Linked DNA regions of Anas platyrhynchos: region 1 is linked to region 2. The links are chromatin contacts, called in public Hi-C maps. All regions are on one chromosome and are shown on one strand. Each heading gives the region's core, a stretch centred on a gene start, on an enhancer-like site or on the middle of the called end of the contact. The rest is flanking DNA. Distances are from core to core; before and after follow the strand shown. Region 1 holds the start of PTPRM (protein tyrosine phosphatase receptor type M). Region 2 overlaps PTPRM (protein tyrosine phosphatase receptor type M).

What was found. Hi-C and Micro-C count contacts between places; a contact is called where the count stands out from the background.
Region 1: a Hi-C map of skeletal muscle shows a contact between it and region 2, with 1.9 times the contacts expected there. The contact joins the promoter of PTPRM here to the enhancer-like site in region 2. A contact is called at or near these places in 2 of 8 Hi-C or Micro-C datasets (skeletal muscle and subcutaneous adipose tissue).

Annotation. Positions count from the first base shown.
Region 1 is chr2:51,234,677-51,238,262 of IASCAAS_PekinDuck_T2T, reverse strand. PTPRM (protein tyrosine phosphatase receptor type M) reads left to right here and starts at 2,070. Exons shown (of 32, transcript XM_027452030.3): 1 at 2,070-2,507. The coding sequence starts at 2,435.
Region 2 is chr2:51,146,216-51,149,809 of IASCAAS_PekinDuck_T2T, reverse strand. The region is part of intron 1 of PTPRM (protein tyrosine phosphatase receptor type M); the gene reads left to right. Among named protein-coding and RNA genes, the nearest start is that of PTPRM, 88 kb to the left of the region's middle. Within about 2 kb of position 1,424, at least 1 of the 8 cell types and tissues checked has an H3K27ac peak or open chromatin away from gene starts, as enhancers often do.

The DNA.
Region 1 (3,586 bases), core at 821-3,320, 88 kb before region 2:
CAAACCACTAGCGAGTATGTTTTATGCCTAAAGTTTTCTTGATGTTCTAATTCTTTTTTTTTGGTACTGATTCTGGACTGTTTTCATACACACTCTGGTATCAAAACTCAGTGAAACACAGCTAATGATTGCTGATCAGCCATGTGTGACCAGTGTTTTATGTTGTTGTCTTAGCTATTCCCCAAAGCTTAACTGTTTCGTTGATTTATTTTATTGAAAACAGAATGATTATGTCTTTGAAGGTCAATGACTTCATTCCTACTGCTTCTATAACTGTGACCATTCTTACCTACTCTTTCACAGAACTTGCTGACTTTCTGTATCATCCTCTGTAAGCTAACATTAGAGAGCAGTGAATATTGGCATGAAGTTTTCATTTCCCTGTCAAAAAGATAGGTCAGAGGTAAGGTTGTACGTCTGAACATGATACTTTATCATACTGTGTTAAGACTGACATTAGCTGATTAGAGCTAGATTTTTTATGTGTTTCTGGTCGTTACAACTAGAGAGAAGTCATCAGTAGCATAAGAACTAGTTTAACCGTAGATTTTTTAGTGTCAAATCTATTAGTAGATACATTTGAAAATTTAGTGTAAGTTAAATTACTTAGGAGACTTACTAAGTTTTTAAAAACAGTTCTGTAGCTGCACAAGGAACATTTCCAAGACTAGCTAGACTTTCTAACGTAGAGATGCTGTAACTGCAGCTTTTAGAGAGCATACAATTTGCATAAATTATGCACGGGAGAAAAAAAAAAAAGTAGAATTATTATTAAAAGAAAAAAAAGAAAGAAAGAAAATAGCATAGGTTATCAAGGTCTGGGGGGATTAAGAACTTTTCTGGGAGGAGGTGGGAGGCGCAGACAACTAGGAAATTCCAGGCAATTAATAGACGAAGAAAACGCTCACAGTTCAAGGGAAAAGTCTGACGTCAGGAAAGACAACAATTAATGCTATTCTGCCCCCTTGTGTTAACTCAGGAGGTAGCTGCTGCCTTTACACCCCACAGATCTGAAAAAGTTCACGTCCCTTCGTGGAGATGGCATCAGGTTAACACGGGCATTGCTAAACCAGTGCCCTGACAGCAGAGAGGCTGGGGGGCTCGCAGGAGGGGACGGAGCTGAAGGGCCTAACTTTGAAGAGGATGTGTTCTGTGTAAATATAGTACAGGATACGGATACATCTTTGATATGCGCTGTAAGTTGCAGAACTGCATGGGGGATGGGTTAAGGCTTCAGTGGCAACGGGATTGAAGCTAAGCACACATGAGGGTATCGTAAAAGAAAACAGAGGACCCGCTCTGGAGAAAACAGGCAACGCAGAACCCGAGCTTTTGTGGTTTTTATTTGCCAGCTCCAACCCTTAATTGCAGCACTACTTTGATTCTTGTTTCCACCGTTTTGTTTGTGACCCCGGGGAATAAACAGGAGTTAAGTTTGGCCAGCCACCTGCACCTGAAATAAAACAAGCAAAGAAACAAACAAATAAATAAGCTTTAGCTGAAAGTGATGATAGCCAACAAAAACACCTCCACCCCTAGATGCCAAGTTCGGAAAGGTTTAAAACCAATACACACATTATCGAGGTGTCTGAAGGTTGGGGACTCCAGGAGCCGCATCCCCCAAACGGAGAGGGCTGCGGAGTAAAAACCCGGGCCCCTCAGCGTGCAAGGGACGAAGGCAGCTCCGTTTTGAAAGGATTTTCCTCTCGGTTTGAAGCGTGGCCCCTCCGAGCCCATTTCCCACCCCCGGCAGGGCTGTGGGGCGGGCGGGCTGCCAGGGGCGCCCTAAGCAGCCGGGGCGAGGCGCTCAACTTTCAGGGCACGCGTTTGGGGGCTCGGTCCCCCGGCACCATCCCCGTCCCCGTCCCTGTCCCCATCCGGGACAGGAGCTGCGGGGCAGGGGGGGGGCGACGCCGCGACCCCCGGAGCCGCCCGCGGCGCCCGGCCCGCACCGCCTCGCCCTCTAGCGGGGCCGAGCGGCGCCGCCGCCGGCTGGGCGTGACTTTCCCCGCTCCCTTCAGCCCGCCCGCCTGCCGGGGGGGACCGCGAGTCAGTCAGGGAGCCGAGCTCAACCGGGACCGGCGGCGGCGCCGGGCGGGGAGACGCCGGCATTACGGCTGCCCCCCCCCCCTCCAACACACCCGCCCCGGCCACCGGGCTCCGGGCAGCGGGAGCCGGCGGGGAGGCAGCCCCCGGGGTGAGGGCAGCGGGCGGAGGAAGGCACCGCGGGGTCCCCGAGCCCCTCTCCGGGCACCCCGAGGAGCCGGAGGGGACGAGGAGCGCACGGAGCGGCTGCGGGGAGCCCCGAGGGGGAGTCCCGGCCGCCCCCTCCCCGCCTGCCCCAGCGGCTGGAGGGGGGCGAAGGGGGGAGCCTCCTACTTTTTGGCAGACACTTTGGCACTTTGCTGGATCCGCGGCAGGAAGGGGTGGAAATATGGGGAAAGTTGGGACTTGCCTGCTTACTTTGGCCGGACTTTTGCTGGCAGCGGGAGCGCAGACGTTCACAGGTAAGGGTCGGGGGGGGGGGGGGACACATTGCCTTGGGTTCCTCTCTCCTCACCCCCCACCCCCGGCGGGGCTGACACTTCGTAGCCGCTTTTTAAACGGGGGAAAAACAGAAAAAAACAGCAACAACAACAAAAGTGTCTGCAGGAGGAGGAGAGGAGGCGGCGGGCGGGATGCCGCTGGCGTGCGCCTGGACGGGAAGGGCGCCGAGGGGAGGGGAGGGAAGGGCGAGCGGCCGGCGGGGTCGGGCCGGGCCGTGCCCCGCTCGGGCTGCGGCTCTTCCCCGCATCCCCCTTGCCAAAAGTTTCCCCCTGACCCCTGCCGGGGAGGCTGAGGGGCGAGGGGAGCCCCCCACGGGCAGCCCCCGCCGTCGGGCGGCCGCGACACGGCGGGGTCGCAGCTTTGGGGGACCCCCCCCGTGCGTGGGGCTGGCGGGGCTGGCAGCCGGCGGAGCGGCGAGCCCCTCTTCCCTCGGGTCCTCGGGTGGGTTTTCGCAGCCCCCCGCTGCTCCCCCGTCCTTTTTCCGTGCCGAAGAAACCCGTAATTTCAGACGGGAATCCGGGTTGTGAAATCCCCTTCGCAGCGGAGCGCGCAGAGCTCGCTCCGGGGAGGGGGGGGGGGAGGGATGTGTGTGTGTGTCGTGGGCTGTTTCCAGCACGAAGTTGCTGCAAAGTACGGTGAAGAAATTGAAGACATCTGGTCCTCAGCTCATGAGAAGTCAGCTTCGGTGGGGAGCGAGGCTTGGAGGCTTCGCTGGGTGCGCAGGCTGCTTGCCGGGTGTTTTGGGCGCACGCCGTGCTCCCGTGCGGCTCTGTGGCTACAGCAAGTTTTATTGGGGGGGGGGGGGGGGGGGAGGTAGAGAGTTCGTGGTCTGCTTTTAAACTCGTTTAAAACTAGAAAAATCTGGGTTTATGTCAGGTCCCAGCGACCTTTTGTGTATGCAGCTGCATTTCCCTTAAATTCTCCGCCGCGTTTTTTACTGCGGGTGAGACAGAGGGCTCCTGAGCAGAGAGATGTTTAGCACCGAGATGAGATATACGAATGATGAAATCTTTTTCCAAACAGTCGTGGTAGGACGAAG
Region 2 (3,594 bases), core at 175-2,674:
AAAAAAAAAAAACAGATAGAGGCTCAGTTAGTTTATTTAAAACAGAGATAGTAGCAAATATGTTAGTAGCTACATTACCGCCATACATTTGTTGTTGCTGTGAGTGCCAGGGGACTTCAAAACATTTTTGGCCTTCATCATCTTTACCATAACTGTAGACTGTAGTATTGTTCTGATGGAGATACATTTAAACTATTTGTTCTTTGGATGTTTTTCATGAAACATGAGTGGTGAACAGAAAGCATGCATTGAAATTCAGTAATGTGCATAATTCATCTATCATCATTTAACAAATGGAAAAGACTAAGACACACTGCCATCTATCACAATTATTTAACTACACTCTAGGGTGTGTTAAATTGTATTAAACAATTTTTGGCTTAAAAGATTTGGAGAATTGTATTGAGCAAGTTGCATCTTTTCCATCAGCTTACTGCTACTGTACAGTGATTTACAGTTTTGACATTTGTTACAAAACATTTAATTTGAACTAGGGATTTTTCAAAGCTGTTTAAAAAATGAACTTGCATAGATAAAGCGTTATGAGTATCTAGCACATAAACAGCAGCAACCAAATCTGAATTGGAAGCAACAGTATGGTATGTCTAAATCGTCCTTCTGAGGTACCTGCGTGTTCCCTGGATTAGGTAGTGGGGGTTCAGGGCCGTAAGGGGATGAAGTTTCCAATTTAGTCAGTTGTGTCCAAAGTCCAGGAGAGGTCAATCCTCTTGCAGTCTTGAGAATATTCAACTCCTTGGTTCTGCATGTGCCTCAGTTTCTTTCTTGCCTTGTTGAGATGAGTAAACTATTGCATGTTGCTGGTATGATAGTACAGCCAAACTAGATTTTGTCCCCTTCTAATAAGAAACAAGTTAAATCAAGATGAAAATCCAGTTAACCAAGTGCTTGCTAAGTAGTCTTCTAAATACTTATCAATTAGCAACGTAATGAGATATTTCATTCATTCCGTGAAAAACGGGTAATGTGTTTTTCTGAGTTCTGATACTGCACAAGAAATTGTCACAGGAAAGAAATAAGCACTGAAATCCAGGCCATGGCATGCAGCATTTTAGAGCCAGTATCTGCTTCTGGACCACGTCCCTAATTGTGAAAGTGGCTAGCAAAAATCAGTACCCAGTATTGAGAGAGGGATACAGGAACAGCAGTGCTGATGGTTGACTCCACCAGGCGGGCTGCATCAGCTGTTGGATGCAGACCAAATCTTCAGCTTATGGATTGACGTGTTGCAGCAGCGTTGCCAACTGCAGAGTTAAATCTTCGTCCTCAGCCCATCATAACAGGATGTGAAATATGACAGCTCTCAGGATCTCTGCTTTCAGCTGTTGGAATGTGGCTGCTGTCGCACCCAGGGTGTCAGCCTGGAGATCCTCCTGCCTGTTGTGTCCTTGGCTGCCAGTCGGTGGAACTGTGCTGGCGTGATTCAGCAGTGCTGCTCTGCGCAGTCTGGCTTGGCTTGGACAAGGTCAGGACCTGCCCCTAGACGTGCTGGAGGGAGCAAACTGCTGGGCAAAATGCTCCCATGGGGATACTGCTGGGAAGCTGTGCTCAACACAAATCGTGTTTCTGAAATGCTGCTGTTATGTTTTCAGATGAACTCCTAATTTTGAGTGTAGGGCTGAGGTTCATCTTGCACTTCAGCACAATATAGGAGTGTCTCTACAGGGAATTTTATTTTTAAAAGGCACTGAACTACAACTTGTGGTTATTGAACTTGGAGTTGTCTTTGATATATTAACTCCATAAACTCAAATTAAGATGGTTTTTTTCATTTTAATTGTAAAATGTCATCCCCATAGATTTACCTTGGTGTTGGTTTAGGGTTTTGCTGTACTTATTCTGTTGTTAACTACCTACTGAATTAGCAATGCCATAAATGTCTGTGCAACGCTCTTGTGCATTTTGCAGAAGACATTTATAAAGTTCTGTACTGCTTTCAAAATAGCCATATAAATTCTTAAGCCACTTCCACATGGTGGAATTCTTAAGTCGCTAGAAATATTTTAGAAAACTAAATTGTATTTCTTCAATCCTTGTAATAACATGATATAAAGCTAATAGTTTTAAAGAATTGTTTTTTTTCATTTTCAAAGAAAAACATACTTTTTAAAATCTAATTGTTCATTTTCTTATTCCTTGTGGCGAAGCCTGTTGTTTGCAGAAGATTCCAAAGAGGCTTCCATTCCTAACCCAGTCCTTTTCTTCTGTCCTGTATTATCTTGAGCCAGCAGTGTGCTCAGGTGGCCAAGAAGGCCAACAGCATCCTGGCTTGTATCAGAAACAGTGTGACCAGCAGGGCTAGGGAGGTGATCGTCCCCCTGTACTCGGCTCTGGTGAGGCCGCACCTCGAGTACTGTGTTCAGTTTTGGGCCCCTCGTTACAAGAAGGACATCGAGGTGCTTGAGCGGGTCCAGAGAAGGGCGACGAAGCTGGTGAGGGGCCTGGAGAGCAAGTCCTATGAGGAGCGGCTGAAGGAGCTGGGCTTGTTCAGCCTGGAGAAGAGGAGGCTCAGGGGCGACCTTATTGCTCTGTATAAGTACATTAAAGGAGGCTGTAGAGAGGTGGGGGTTGGCCTGTTCTCCCACGTGCCTGGTGACAGGACGAGGGGGAATGGGCTTAAGTTGCGCCAGGGGAGTTCTAGGTTAGATGTTACGAAGAGCTTCTTTACTGAAAGGGTTGTTAGGCACTGGAACAGGCTGCCCAGGGAGGTGGTGGAGTCACCATCCCTGAAAGTCTTTAAAAGAGGTTTAGATGTAGAGTTCAGTGATATGGCTTAGTGGGGACTGTTAGTGTTAGGTCAGAGGTTGGACTCGATGATCTTGAGGTCTCTTCCAACCTAGAAACTCTGTGTGATTATGCTGAGGAAGCACCAGTGATGCTGTCTGAGATAGGATGGTCAGTTACCTCCTCTTAATTGTTGTTTTCTCCACAGCTCTATGATGTTGCCCGTTTTCCTTGATTCTTTAATCTTTTATTTTTTTGGTATATCTTTGGTGCTTTCTAATACATGCACACCATCTCTAAATATTTGTGTGTTTCTTTTTAACATTCCTATTTTTTTTTCTGTGATCTTTTCTTGCTTTTGCAGTAGACCCTTTTGAATGCCATCCTCACCACCCGTATCAGTTATGGTAACACCTGCTGATGTTCCTTGGTATAGCCCATTTGGAATCCAAAGTCACATTGCCTGTTATCGCACAGCAATACGTGTTCTTCACGCTGCATCCTTTCCCATGACTTGCCTTCTTCACTAAAAGCTTCCTGATGTCAGCTTTTGCAGATTATCACATTTTTGTAAGTTTGCTGTTGGCTGCGACTGCATCTTTCTTCCCCCATTCAGTTTTCCCCCTTCTGCAACACCAGTTTAACATTACCTACCCACTACTCCAGGTCTTGTAGCTGACTGCAGGCTATCTTCCATGCCTCCTAGGCAAGAGACTTCTTCCTCATGACTATCTTCAGTCAAAAACAAAAACAAAAAACAAACAGCCAACATCATCTAACCTGACAATGAGATTATGTGCAAGTAATTAGTCAACTGATTAGGATGAGGGGCAGTGAAAGGCAGCCTAAGAT